Linked DNA regions of Mus musculus: all the other regions are linked to region 5. Evidence: chromatin contacts called from public Hi-C, HiChIP or PLAC-seq, capture Hi-C and promoter capture Hi-C data. All regions are on one chromosome and are shown on one strand. The core of a region is the stretch at or near the end of the contact, and the rest is flanking DNA. Distances in the headings are between cores, read along the strand shown.

What was found. A called contact is a pair of places that touch in the nucleus more often than the background predicts. HiChIP or PLAC-seq counts read pairs in DNA pulled down with a chosen protein or histone mark. Capture Hi-C pulls out chosen DNA fragments and counts their contacts.
Region 1: a contact with region 5 is called in a Hi-C map of muscle stem cells, with 2.3 times the contacts expected there. The contact joins two enhancer-like sites. A contact is called at or near these places in 1 of 15 datasets of contacts at CTCF or cohesin (the NIH/3T3 cell line), 4 of 484 Hi-C or Micro-C datasets (cerebellum, cerebral cortex, muscle stem cells and 1 more) and 1 of 115 datasets of contacts at active chromatin or transcription factors (fibro-adipogenic progenitors).
Region 2: a contact with region 5 is called in an H3K4me3 HiChIP or PLAC-seq map of forebrain, with 4 times the contacts expected there. The contact joins two enhancer-like sites. A contact is called at or near these places in 16 of 484 Hi-C or Micro-C datasets (B cells, Kupffer cells, adipose-derived mesenchymal stem cells and 11 more) and 5 of 115 datasets of contacts at active chromatin or transcription factors (the 230-238 cell line, PVALB interneurons, embryonic basal ganglia and 2 more).
Region 3: a contact with region 5 is called in a promoter capture Hi-C map of adipose tissue. The contact joins two enhancer-like sites. A contact is called at or near these places in 1 of 484 Hi-C or Micro-C datasets (liver), 3 of 115 datasets of contacts at active chromatin or transcription factors (CD8 T cells, effector CD8 T cells and memory CD8 T cells) and 1 of 9 other capture datasets (adipose tissue).
Region 4: a capture Hi-C map of bone marrow-derived macrophages shows a contact between it and region 5, with 7 times the contacts expected there. The contact joins two enhancer-like sites. A contact is called at or near these places in 2 of 484 Hi-C or Micro-C datasets (bone marrow-derived macrophages and brown adipocytes), 2 of 115 datasets of contacts at active chromatin or transcription factors (embryonic forebrain and microglia) and 1 of 9 other capture datasets (bone marrow-derived macrophages).

Annotation. Positions count from the first base shown.
Region 1 is chr10:14,143,542-14,146,241 of GRCm38.p6, reverse strand. It overlaps Hivep2 (human immunodeficiency virus type I enhancer binding protein 2), which reads right to left. Exons shown (of 9, transcript NM_010437.2): 8 at 2,288-2,700. Among named protein-coding and RNA genes, the nearest start is that of Gm51759, 18 kb to the right of the region's middle. Within about 2 kb of position 1,296, at least 10 of the 459 cell types and tissues checked have an H3K27ac peak or open chromatin away from gene starts, as enhancers often do. A contact at or near this core is called in muscle stem cells, where this site is marked.
Region 2 is chr10:14,210,262-14,212,961 of GRCm38.p6, reverse strand. No RefSeq gene overlaps it. Among named protein-coding and RNA genes, the nearest start is that of Gm51759, 84 kb to the right of the region's middle. Within about 2 kb of position 1,296, at least 54 of the 459 cell types and tissues checked have an H3K27ac peak or open chromatin away from gene starts, as enhancers often do. A contact at or near this core is called in the 230-238 cell line, PVALB interneurons, bone marrow-derived macrophages and 4 more, where this site is marked.
Region 3 is chr10:13,837,567-13,840,266 of GRCm38.p6, reverse strand. All of the region lies in intron 1 of Aig1 (androgen-induced 1), which reads left to right. Among named protein-coding and RNA genes, the nearest start is that of Aig1, 30 kb to the left of the region's middle. Within about 2 kb of position 1,331, at least 35 of the 459 cell types and tissues checked have an H3K27ac peak or open chromatin away from gene starts, as enhancers often do. A contact at or near this core is called in adipose tissue and liver, where this site is marked.
Region 4 is chr10:14,178,072-14,180,771 of GRCm38.p6, reverse strand. No RefSeq gene overlaps it. Among named protein-coding and RNA genes, the nearest start is that of Gm51759, 52 kb to the right of the region's middle. Within about 2 kb of position 1,286, at least 38 of the 459 cell types and tissues checked have an H3K27ac peak or open chromatin away from gene starts, as enhancers often do. A contact at or near this core is called in bone marrow-derived macrophages, where this site is marked.
Region 5 is chr10:13,982,505-13,985,204 of GRCm38.p6, reverse strand. The region is part of intron 1 of Hivep2 (human immunodeficiency virus type I enhancer binding protein 2); the gene reads right to left. Among named protein-coding and RNA genes, the nearest start is that of Hivep2, 17 kb to the right of the region's middle. Within about 2 kb of position 1,369, at least 300 of the 459 cell types and tissues checked have an H3K27ac peak or open chromatin away from gene starts, as enhancers often do. A contact at or near this core is called in the 230-238 cell line, PVALB interneurons, adipose tissue and 7 more, where this site is marked.

The DNA of each region.
Region 1 (2,700 bases), core at 47-2,546, 160 kb before region 5:
CCTTTTGAACCATACTCCAGTTCCAGTCCTCAAAAATGGTGACTGACTGAATAAAGACACTTTTAAATTCTACTATCTATTAAAATGAACCAGATAGTGTTAGAGGAGGAATCCTAGTGGTGTGTGTTTCTCCATCTAAACCTTCTCTCTGGCTCTAAGTTCAGACTAAACCAATTATATCTTATGTCATCCTGGGTGTCATAGTCCCTTCACCCCAGTCATTGCCCTGTAAAGCTTCCATCAAGGTGTGCAAAATGACAAGGTAGCAGGACAGAATTTCTGTGACAAGGGACAATGGCTGGTCATAATCCTTTCTATACATTTTTTTAGAGAGAGGAAAGTCTTCATCCTACAGAGCAGTCAGAAGGGACACCTGTCAGAGCATGGTCAGGTCTATTTTTCTCTGACCAGAAATGTCTCTTTCACACATCACAGAAAGATATAGTTGTCACTGCCATCCAGAGGCGACCAGTCAACACAACATGAGGACTCAGGACAGGGCTCCTGCTTGAATCCCAGCTCTGCTGCCTCCTATGAGAACAAGCAGCAAGGGGGCATTTTTTCTTTAAAGATAACTGGACTGGGTAGCAAGCCAAAGGATTTGGTGGGGATGAAGGATGAGCTCTGTGAGGCATCCAGAGATTTTAGGAACAAAATGAAATGAAATAAAACCACACAAAAATTTAGGAAAAACTCAGTAACTGGTGAAACTTATTTTCTTGTTTGGCACTAAATTTCTTAATTAACTTTGTAGGGATTCAAAGGTCCAAAATAAATGAATTATTTTATTCTGTTTTATTTTATTCTTAATTAGTTAATGAATTCCTTGGCCTGAGTTTAACAGCATGTTAAATCAATGGCTTTGTTTTCATGACATGGTAACCTGAATGTGTTCCATTGACTCATAGAAGCCAGTTATGGTCTGCTTGGCCAAAAGCTGACTCAAAAGCCTCAGGAAGGAGGGATCAGGACTAGTTTAGCGCACCCTGCCAGCATCACCATGTCTCTGTCACAGGAATCATCAGAGGGATTTCCAGCTTCCTAGTAACTATATAGTGACTTAGGTAGCACAAGATATAGAAACTTGCAGAGATGTGATGTTTTTTTTCCCTAGCTTGCTAATTTACTAGCTTGAAATCAGCCGGGTGCAGACATCAGGGCACATCTCTGCAGGATTGCAACATCAAGATGAACTTTGCTCCCGGTTTATGAAAAAAGGATGATGAGGATACTGCAAGGAAGGCTGGGAGATTTCCTACAGTTTGAGAATGGCAGTGTAAGCTCATGAATCAAGATAGCAGTAGGCAATGAGAGAGAAGGGACTGGCTACCAGGGCAGGAGCAGACAGAGCGAGGAGTTAGCAGTGCCTTCTATGCCTGAGAAAGACCATGCTATGCCAGACAGAAAACAGAGGAAAGAGGGCAGGAAGGAAGATCTGGAAACTAACACCACTTTTAAAGCAAACAAACTCAGAAGGCAGCATGCCTCTGTGCTCTCTGCCTGCTCTTTGACAATCCTACCCCAATGGAAAGAGACACCATGATCTGCCAGGCTGCTGTGCAATGAGGAGAGGAGGGGCTCCGTTGTAGCTTTTCAGTAAAGCTGTGGTTTCAGTGTGGCCCATAGCCACTACTGCTGTCATCTTACTTAATAATACAAGAAAAAGGTGGACCCCTCAGAATATTCTCTGGAGCCCTCTGACAGCTCATTCTCTGGCCCGAATTCTCCCTCAGCATCTACACCTGGTGCTAACAGCAACAACAGGAAAAAAAAGTGCAGAAACCTTTATGTCTTTACCTTATGGGCTACTAGAGTGTCACACCACCTTTTCCCAGGCCCTGACCATTTGCACATGTACACATGTTGGGCAATGTAATGAGTATATTTTAAAAATCATTTTGGAAGTCAAGGACGAAGCCTGCATCAGAGTCCTCCCCTGCTGAAGTGTAAATATCACTAACAATTTACTGTCTTCATGTTTGTCTTCATAAGCATGCCATACCTGGGGCGTCACCTAAGGGTTTTGGCTCAAGTCTATAGTTATGCTTGCGAAACATTCGGAAGGCTTCTCCTGTTCCTACCTGCAAGTTCACTCCTGCTTTGATACAATCTTATACTTGGAATAATGCCACAGCCATGTCACCAACACGATGTGTGATAAAATGTCTCCCTGCTATTTGTATTAATAGGTTCATTACACCCACATTATAATAAATGCCTTATAACTATCCTATAGGAGGTTCTAATGCTCTGCAGCTCTGGTGAAGAGAACTCAGGCTATACTTACAGGAGGCCCCAATACAATTGGCTCTGTTTGTAGATACTGTCCCATGGATAATGGAGGGTTAGGATATAAAGCCCTTCTGGGAGACGGTGCTCTGATGGTGGTCATATATCTTCTCTCTCTTCTGGGAGAGAGATCTCTTCTTGCTGTAATGTCCTTTCCAGGAGACAATGGTCTCCTTGGGGACAAGTGCCTTCTTGGTGAGGCATCCCCTTGGGACATCTCTCTCCTCAATGCAGCTTCTTTTCTTGGTGACAGATGCCTCATCGGCGACAGGTCTCGTCTAGGTGATAAATGTCTTCTGGGTGACAAATCTCCTTTGGGTATCAGATACCTCTTTGGCGAATTATCTCGACAGGGTGAAGAATCATAGCCTGGGGAGGAACGGTAGCTTGAGGGGGAGAAGTCCCTTGGGG
Region 2 (2,700 bases), core at 47-2,546, 230 kb before region 5:
CCATGATACCATGGGGCTTCTGTCCTACAAAAAGAGACTCCGAGCAAGGAACACCAAGGGGTTCTGAGTAAGCTGTGACGCAGGACAAGAATCCAAACCTCATCCAGTGACAGGAGGGAGCTGCTGACTGATCCTACATCACTTACGTGCTGTGTGCACTTTGAGTAGAGTAAGGGAGCTGGACTGCTCTTCACACAAAGTAGGGCACAACACCTGGCTTAGGTCAGTATTCCTGAGTGTGACACATTCCTGTTCCCGCGATGCAAGAAACTCAAAGGACCAGAGCCTGTCATCTACTTGTTCATCACCATCCCAGGGCTTAGTATAATGCCTGAAATAAAAGAGGTTCTCCACAAATACTTATTAAATTACCAATTTTTAAAAAAAGAATATCACATTGTGGCTTGTATTGTAAAGGAAATGAACAGGATCCTGGGAAAGAAAAGAAATAAGAGGAGACACAGGAATGCCATGGAGGGAGGGACACAGGAAAGCCATGGAAAGATGGGACTCAGGAATGCCATAGCTAAGAAAAGTATCTTTGTGAGGAGCTAGGAGGAGAATTCTAGAAAAAGTAACAAGTCCAAATGTACTGTGTGAAGAGATGCTTGCTGTGTGATGGTCATTGGTGTCCCCACATATCCTGCGGTGCCACCATTGCTGCTTGCTGCTTTTCCTTGTCTTTCCCATTTCATCTGTGTCCCTACAAGGCAGTGCCTGGTTGTTCTCAGTTGGACTATCTCTCCAGCCGAACACCTCCTGTAAGCAGGAGTGTTGAAATGTAGGCGCACAGGAAGTGGTTCCTCAAACACTCCCACTTGCCAAGGGACCTGGCAAGCTGCCATGTCATCACTCCAGGGTTCCCACGCATCTCTCCTTGCTTCAACTCCTCGAGATTTCATGTTCCTTCCTGGGGACAGCTTGCGATTTCCAGAACATGTTCTTGTGTTTAAAGGAAGAGGTTGGGTTTTGGGATCATAAAACTCACTTCTTGTGAGAGATTTTTATATTCTGTCTCCATCCATTGAGACCATAACTCTTTAGAAATGGTGACATGTTTGCAGAGGAGATCTGTATTTATCTTCTAGCAATACATAAAGCGGACTTCTCTCTGTTTTATGTTTGGGACCATGTGGAGCGTAGAAGCATTTACCTGTGACTAGAAAAACAGGAAAGAGCACAGGCTTTGGACTCTTGCGAGAGGTAATTAAGTGGTCAGGAAACAGATGTGCCCAACTAGAGAGTGAGACACTTCAGCCTCCATGATGCTATTTCCAAAATTGTCCCCTCCCACCATCTGTCTTTGCAGATTTGCGGTTTCCTAGCCGTGCTGGGGAACATAGTGAGTGATGGCTCTGCCATTCTCCCATAACCAGTGAGAAATAAAGGAACAAGAAAGGCTCTTCATAAGAGCTCTGGCTTCATTGTCACACATGCGTGAATCCAGGGTGCATTTTTCAGGTTGGGAAATACAATTCTTTGTGGGGCAGGTAACATGATTACATCGCACAATCTCTTCTACTGGAAGGCTGCATCAGTTCCCTGTGTTCTCAGTGAGAACTCGAAGGATGCTCTTGAGATCAGGGGTTCTAGTCCCAGGGATAGCCTTTTGTGCTGGCCTCAGCATCCTTGCATATTAAAAAAAAAAAAGGCCTTAGGCCTGGTGTTCAGCTCTCAAACATTCCACGAATCGCTTTAACAAGCACAGACTTGCGGGTGCTCTTCTGGCACTCCCAGAGAGGAATTTTCCCTGTTGGGGTTGTGTTTGGGGAGTGCTGTTTGGTGTTGCTATATCAGTAGCGCATATCTAGTGCACATATCTCACTGTGGCAGATCCAGATGGGATTACTTTTATTATATTGTTAAAGGAAAATATGTGTACACATATCTACGCAAACACATAGGCACACAAAACCGACCCTTGAGTACCACTAGACCGATGCGGTGGAACATCTTGCTCACCTGAAACAGTCCAGAGTCACAATAACTAATGACAATTAGGCTGCAGGTAGAACTAGATGATAGCCTGCTGTCTAACTTCAGCTCTTTCCTCACCGAGGAACTGAGGAAAGCCATGGTCAGACCCAGCTGGGCAGATAGTTCCCTCATGATGCTGCTCTTTCTCTTCCCAGAACAGGACAGGACCTTTGCAGTACTCTGGACCAGTGTACAAGTGACGTTCTTTAAAGACTGATTTGGAGAATTTGCTAGTGTCATCTATGATTTCACAGCATCACACATTAAAGTTCAGCGTCTTCATCAGCCGTCTTTATATAACTCGTGCTATTTCGAGTTCTACTTGCGAATGCACAGACTCAGGCAAACGCAAGACTGTGGAGAGCCTGGCTTGTCTCCAGGGCCCACTCTCCAATGTGGAATCACTGCCACTTGCCTGTTACAAAATACCTTCTTTTCCTCTCCACACAGCTATGGAAAGGCTTTCCGAGACCACCCTGACTGTTGGAGAGAAAAGGACATCTGAACTGAGTGCTGTCTTGAGAATTATCCCCACTGTGTGGAAACCATTACCCCAGGGGTACATCCTGAGCCTCAGCGGCCAATGATCCCAGAAAGATAGCAGCTAGAAGCAAAACCACGAACTTGGTTCACAGAGATTTCTTGGTGCACTGTCACTCTCCCTTGTTGCATGTATATCACACCATACTCTGGGTTGTGGAGAGATTTGTCTTCCTTAGCGGT
Region 3 (2,700 bases), core at 82-2,581, 140 kb after region 5:
CCTGGGCCCACATACATCCTCTTAATCTAAAAGCACATACTAATGCCTTTATAAGTAAGTGCCTATATAAAAAAGGTACTTACTTTTTCCTTTAAAAGCAGGTCATGATAAAGGAGAGAGGCATGCCTGTAGTTCCCTTGTTCCATGCCATCTCCTAGTTGGTGTTCTGTGAGGCATGCAGAAGGCTGTTCATAAGGGTGTGTGGCTCCAACTTGACGAAATTTGTCCTTGTTTCCCAAAGGTATAGAACAAAAATAAACACTTGTTTGCATTCCTCATACAAACGAGAACTCTCACATTCTCTTTTTTTCTGTCACTATGAAATTATGAAGTATCTTAGGTATTTTTAATGTATCTAAGATCCATGCTGCCATTTCACTTGGATGGTAGTGGGATTCTTGTAGCACTAGTCATATACTTTCTCAAACTGAAAGGACCTAGAGCCCACATAAATCTACTTAATCTAAAGGCATATATTCTGTAGTTAATAAATAACTACACAACAAAAATTGTGTAATAATAAATAACAAAAAGCAAACTTGAAAATATGATTCAACTACTTGTGGGAGTTTACCACGTACACTGGCAAACTCCAAGGTGTTCTATTTGAAGGTCAGTATAATGTGGAAGTCGCCAATTGGAGCAGATAATGTCTGAGAAGGGGCAAAACCTTATAAAACTTATCTTGAAACATTTGCCTAGGAGGTCCTATTTCCCATGATAAAGATCAGTATTTAGAGACAGTTTTGCCTTCATCTACACCTGAATTATATAGACAGAATGTTGGAAAGAGCATGTCATAGATTTAAAATACTTACAAGAGACATTTCTGAGGTTAGGGGTTCTTAGCTAATTGGCTTTATTCATGCAATTTCGCATTCACTTTCTGTTGCCGTGTACACGTCCCACACAGGTTCTGGGTTGTTGTCTGATTTTAGGTCACATATCAGTTAAGATCCCATCTGATCCTGACTCGGGTCAAGAGCATCTTTGATTTAGGTTTTAGATTCTGTAGCCCTTTAATGATGTCATCCGGTGCTGAAGCCATCTGTGAGATAAATTGTCTTGATAAGTAAAAACTTGGAATGTATTTTATGGTATTAGAAGATTTAATTCACTTTTACAAACATTTCTACTCCTAAATGCATCCTCCCTTCCCCTGCATAATGACTCCCTGCTATTAATGTGCTGAAACTACACATCATATATTTGGCAAATACAGACACTAGTATGTTGGAGGTTAGGCCTGTCTGGACATATTCTAGACAGCAAATGCACAACCATTTAACAGCCTGCATTTCCTCACTTACAGTTTACTTAGAGTTTGTAGCTAGTGGTTAATCAATAAATACTTGTTTAAGCGATCAATAGTGGTTTTAATTCCAGGTTAACAAGGATCCCTGCTGCACTAACAGTTTATATGAACTCTATAAACGTCTCCACTTTTTGAGTAGTTCGTGGTGTCAGAGTAGGACCCTCCCAGTAGCTGTGGACATGGAGGCGGAACACTGGCAGGTTGGGCACTTCCTATCATCATTTGCTCCAGAGAAGGGAGTCCGTGGAAAGTTGGCTGCTGTCCCCTTACTGAGTTTTTATGCAGTGTGGTTTGACTGTACCCTTGCCTGTGGGGAACATATGTCAATACCTTCTCTAGGTAACTGTCCACCTTGTACTTAAATATTGTTACGATTTTCCTTGACAAGTCTTGTCTTCCCATGCTGCTTATCATAGCATATTATTTCTGACTGAAAGGATTATCATTCTTTTGTTATGGCCAAATGTATCTCTTGCTAGTGCTGACTTATGGCTCGTTCCATAGATTTCCAGTAATGAGACGGAGTGCTATGAGGTAAACATCTGCGCACATGAGCGGGGGGGTTTTAAATCACAGCCTGCAAACCACGGAGCTTCGTGGTGCAGTTAGTCCATCTCCTCAGAAATGCCTGTGGTAAAGGCTTCTTGAAAATGGCCAGGCTCCAAGCAGGTCACTTAGGTGACACTTTCAGTCATTTGCGTGATAGGTCCATGTTGGCTTGGTGAGGCTGACCTCCACGGGTCAGGGAGGACAATTCACCAGCCGGGGAATTGATGGACATAGTCTCAGCGGGAGGGAGCATGAAATACTTTTAAACACATTGATGACTTTGCAGTGTAGCATTTAAACATGTAACCGGTCATGGATCCCCCAGTCACGGATGACCGCCCACTTTGTGACTGTGCAATGGCTATAAGATGTTCAGACGTGCCTGGGGGGAAGACCGTGAAAACAAACGCACGGCAGATCTCTGCGGAGCTCTCCTGTCCGGCTCTGCAGTGAGTCGCTTACCTCGTGCTGCTGAGTTACTTTTGGCCTTCGCTCTTGATCCCATGACAGGAGAAGACATGCATTACTAAGGAGTCAGAGAGCTGTGGAAGGGGGGACTTCCTCAAAGAGCTTGTGTTACAGTCCCTCTGGGTGATGGTGTGTCTCTCCTTCCCATGTGTTGCCCAACTCCTTCAGGAAGCTCCCCCCTCCCACACAGACACTGTAGGGGCTGGTTTCCAGTAAGAAGATCACTGCAGCTTTTGGGAACTAAAAACAAAACAGCCATTCCTGCACTGCGAGGCTTCATATGATGGGAGGAAAAAATACAGGAGGGGCCAGAGTTCATACCACTTTCCTGAAGGTTTTATTGACTTTTCTGCAGGGGAGAAATCTCT
Region 4 (2,700 bases), core at 37-2,536, 200 kb before region 5:
ATGGTACATGTACATTCATGCAAATAAAACCATAAATAAATAAATAAATAAATAAATAAATAAATAAATAAATAAATAAATAAGTGTTATAACAATTTTAAAAAGAAACCCCAAAAGGCTAGACTTATATGACACCCGGACCTCATTTCAGCATAGGATGAACAGCAGGTGTTTGTTTCTCCATCTCAAAGGTGACATGGCCACCAATGGAACTGAAAGGCTGTGACATTACTGCCACCAAAACTTAAAAGAGAAAAACAACTGTAGCACAGGGAAGATTGCTTGAAAAGTGTCACAGAGAAACGTACATGAATTTTTAAAAGCACTATATTCAGTGCCTTGAAAAATAAGCAAAAGAATCGCCTATTATTCCTTCATGAGCTAGTTGAGGCACTGAATTGCAGGAGGAGGCACAGCTATGAGCACTCAGATCAGTTATTGCACATAAAAGAATTCAATGTTCCCATTAACTAAACACGGGGAGTCTTTGTTCTCCATATGCTGTATCTGTGCTCTGTGTTCTCGCTTCTCATCGCAATCACCCAGAAGGCCCAGATCTTGGAGAACAGGGATGATTCTGCATCTAACATCTTGGCGTCCAATTTGGATCCCCAGGAATTGAATTCCTGAGGGGAAGTTTCATCCAAATGAAGCCCCCACAGGCAAAACTTGGAGAGTGCCAGCTTCAGCTAGCTTTCCGAGCTCCTGCGGCAATGCCCAGAAATGCAGGCAAGCATCGAGGGATGCCAATGAGCCAAATGTGTTTCACAGATATACCCACACTGTGAACATGCCAGGGAGTGTCTGCAGGTGTCCGTGACAGCCCAGGCTGCTCCATCGCAGACCCTAGGAAGCCCCATCACTTGAGATCTAAAACTGGCCAGAGAGGAGACTGCAGTCTACCCAGTAACCCCCCCCCCCCCAGGCTGTTCACAGAGGGATTCCCACAGCGTGCCCTCATTCGGAAGGTCTCTTCCTTTTGTGGAGATCGCAGGATCTGCAGTCAGGGAGCCTCCTGGGATGAACAGAAGGACTGGGTCTGTGCGTGTTCACACATCTCATTCACTCACACTTCAAAAGCTTCAGCTTATGTTAAATTTTTAGCTCTGATTCTCCAATCCAGTTTTGAAGCTGGCAACAGTGCATCCGAGTTCAGGTATAATATAGCGCCCCTTCCTGCCTCCCACTTCCAACCCTATCTGGCAAGGCTGCCACTCACACACGTTCCTCGTTCCTCCTTTCAACACAGACCTGGCGCCTTTCATGCTTTCCTCAGCAAATGATGTATGGTGGCTGAGCTAAATATGGAGACGGGGTTACAGACATATTTTGTTCCTGTTAAATGCCCTGCTTCTTGCGGGATGCTTCGCATCCACTTTCTGGTTCCTGTTCCCTCAAAACTAGGGGTCTATGGGTGGAGTTCAGAGAGGAAGAGCAGACCTCATAGTTTCAGGCCTAGAGTCCCCCGTTTACCTGCTCCCTCCTCTTTGCATAAAACCAGTCATTTCTGTGAGTCCAACAGGCTCCTTGAAAGCGGCACACCTATTGTCTGGTGGTCAAGTGGAGAAATTAACGATTTTGTGAAACAGCACTTCCAGGGAAACCAATTTTATTTTTGTCTAACCTAAAACATATTCTTTATTTTTGATAATTTCATACATATACACAATTAAATAGGATGATATTTGTTCCTCATTTGTTTTCTGCAAGTCCTCCTATCCTCTCCTCGCCTACCTCCAACAAGCTGACCGTGGGGTTTTGTGACAAATCAGACATATTAGCTTTGGAGATGAGTACACCCAGATTTGTCTTCTCTTTCTTCCTCTTGTGGTCTGTGCCCATGGACAAACTGTTTACAATTGGAGAGTCTCTGTTTCCCACTCAAGGGACCTATTGCATCTGGGGCTCTAACATGGGGAAACTTGGACTGATGATACAGTATAATGGTACAACAGTGCCTTATGTGCACAAGGCCTTGAGGGAGAGGGGGAGGGGGAAAGAAGGACGGGAGAGGGAGAGGGATAGCCTACATTCAAGCCCCTGCTTGAAAAGCCCCCACATTTGGAATTTGTTCTACTATTTCCTCATGCTTAGATTTGTTTTAAGATGGAGGCAAGAATACTACAAACTTGATACATGCTCATGGCATCTCACCCAGTGCCACAGAATGTCACTCTGTCCCTTCACAGAGGGTGCTCATTTGTCTATGCTCACTACCAGGTCTTTCCATTTAAAGGGGATATCTTCTTTTATGTGTAATAAAGATTATCCAGTGGCCTACAGTTTGAAATACCATGAAATTTAGCTCCTCTGGAGTTATTCAAGTAGTGGCTTTCTATTCTATTAATGGGCTATTTATTTATTTATTTATTTAGTGTTTATTTGCATGAGGCTTGCAAATTTATTTTTTAGGCTTTGCCTCTGTCTCTCTGTCTCTCTCACTGTCTCTGTCTCTCTGTCTCTGTCTCTCTCTGTCTCTGTCTCTCTCTGTCTCACACACATGCACACACACACACACACATCACTGCACAGTGACACATATTTTTAAGCAATCTGATATCACTATTGGATCTTTGGTACTGAACAAATTGATAGAGACATGCTTGCCTTTGAAATGGATCTTCACAAAATTTCAACTGTTTTTGTTGATTATGGTTCTTTTAACACAAATATCTAACTTGGCCACATTCTAGCTTAGAT
Region 5 (2,700 bases), core at 120-2,619:
AACCATCTGTAATGGGATCCGATGCCCTCTTCTGGTGTGTCTGAAGACAGCTACAGTGTATTCATATACATACATACATACATACATACATACATACATACATACATACAAACATACATACATACAATCTTTTTTTAAAAAAAAAGTATTTCCTCCAAACTAGGCATATCTATTCATGGATGAAATGAAGCACATATATTTGAGCCACAAATATAGATCAAATGTTGGTTTGGATAAATATTATAAAAATTCTAATTTGGTACCACTCAGAAGGGCTCCTCATAAAATGGTTTTCACACAAGTGTATGTTACTCTCCTGACAATTATGAGATTTAGTTAATGAGTCTAAGGATCCTACTTAGCACCTCGAACAAGAAGGTGCATAAAAACTGGAGATTATTGTTAATTCAAATCTGGAGTAATTGATCCTTATTAATCGACTACTAAATAAATATCTGCATAATGCTAATGTCATACACGGACAAGCTGGATTTAGAAGTGGTTAAATCATACAGAAAAGCAATGGACAATGGGCTCAAACATAGTGTAACCTCAAAGATGAAATTCACATGTACTTCAATAGTTTACAGGACATCCAATGTACCTCCTGCCTATGTCAGTACAAGGACAAGAAAATCACCTCCCAAATTTAATCTTTTACTAATGTAACATTCTTCTATTCCACTGAGATTTTAATTCCCATGGTCTTGTTTGCTCTTCAAATTGTTAAACAATCAAGATTGCATCATGGGTGCAGCTGAGTGGTAGCAAGCTTGCCTAACATTCTTTAGGCTCTGTGTTTGATAAGGTGTGCTAGCATGTGGTAATGCCTACACAATGATGTCAGCCCCCCTCAACTACAACTTGCCCTGATTTTTATGCTCCAAGTTTATTTCCCTGAGTAGCCTTCTATAATCTGTAGAAGTTCAAAAGAAACAAAACTATCCTCCCACAGATACACACCAGAAAGAAAAAAACAAGCAAGCAAGCAAACAAACAAACCAAAGACATGATTTCAAGACCCACAGGTCTTACTTAAAACTCTTCTCAAATAGCCTTAAAGTTCTTCACTGCATAAATCAGTTGACAGTTCCCAAGGCTAATGACATCATATGCTACACACATGGGCTAATCATGTGAGGACATTTAAGCTACGCTTTCAAAAGCATAGGTCAGTGTAGCAGAACACAGAGAGTAAAGTGCGTGTTCCACAATATTCCTGGGGTTTAATAGAAACTACTACACAGTATTTTCATCTAACTAAAACTCTGTCAAGTGTTTGACATAAGAAACCTCAGTAGACCTCCCAGTGAACTTTGGCATTTTGGCCGTGTGGCCAGAAGAACAGTCTCCCATGACAAAGCCTATTCATGAGTCAGCCAGGGAAATAAGCACAATGCTTGCTTAGCTGACGGCTCTTCCCTTTATCGTACTGGCAAGCATGCGCGACACGGGCATCCGCGGTACTAAATTATAGATTGTATATCGTTCTAAAATGCAGTTTCAAGGGTTATGTAAACATGTCTTATTAATAAGCCTAGGTTGACGTGCTTTGGTTTCCGTTGTTTGAAGTCTACCAGGGAGAAAGAGATCAGCAAAATATCTGCAAATTCGAGATAATACATCCACAGCTACTGATGTATTACTGTCCTAAGTTTGCAAAATGGTTCATATTTAAAAAAAAAAAACACACAGAAAGAAAAGAAAACCTCACTTTACCTAAACAATGGCTTAAATGACTATGAAGGGGTCTGTCCTGCAGGGTCCCCAGGCCTGATATTTAGGTTTTGCCCCAGATGCCCTTGTCAGTATTTCCACAACAAAGTCAAAGGTGGCCTTTGGAAGGAGGGTTAAAGAGGAGGCTTCCTGTCAGGGCTTTACAACAGAGAATCAACAGAGGCCCTGTGAGGTCAGCATTATTCAGCACTGGGGCCTCCTTTCCGGGACCCCTCCGGATGCTCGGGGTCCCCAGGCTGGGCGGTCCGCGGCCAGTGCTCACCCTGGCTTTCCGCCCAGGCAGCCCCTGCCAGGCCTTGCACCCAGAGCCCTTGCGCAACCAGGGTGCTCCGCATGGGCCCCGAAACTAGGCCGGCTGCTAGAGCAGCGAGCCCCACTTTCTCCAGGCAGGAAGTGGGGAGGCGGAGAGCATTTCCTGTTGTGCACTGACAGCCAGGGAGACGTCATCGCAGTCAGCGCCTTCGGATGGCCGCCCCTGGGCCAAAGGTCAGCTGCCGGCAGGGCGGGGGCTCGCAGGCGGGGGCGTGCGCTGAGACTCCCGCTGCAACGCTGCGCCTCCCGGGTCTGCAGTCCCACAAGAGGCCACCTGACGCCTTACGGTCCTGCAGGACTCAACTCCCGCCCACCAACCCCCGCCCGGCCCCAGCAAGAAGAGGCATGCATCTTCAGAGGCTGAAGAAGCACTTTCCTTGCCCGATCCTGATTGCAGTTTCCCTAATAGGACTCTCTACCAGGAATCTTTTTTTTGTTTGTTTTGTTTTGTTTTGTTTTGTTTTTCGAGACAGGGTTTCTCTGTATAGCCCTGGCTGTTCTGGAACTCACTTTGTAGACCAGGCTGGCCTCAAACTCAGAAATCCACCTGCCTCTGCCTCCCAAGTGCTGGGATTAAAGGCGTCCGCCACCACACCTGGCTACCAGGAATCTTTTAAAGCATCAAAAGTTGCCTGCCCTCCCCCTTCCTCC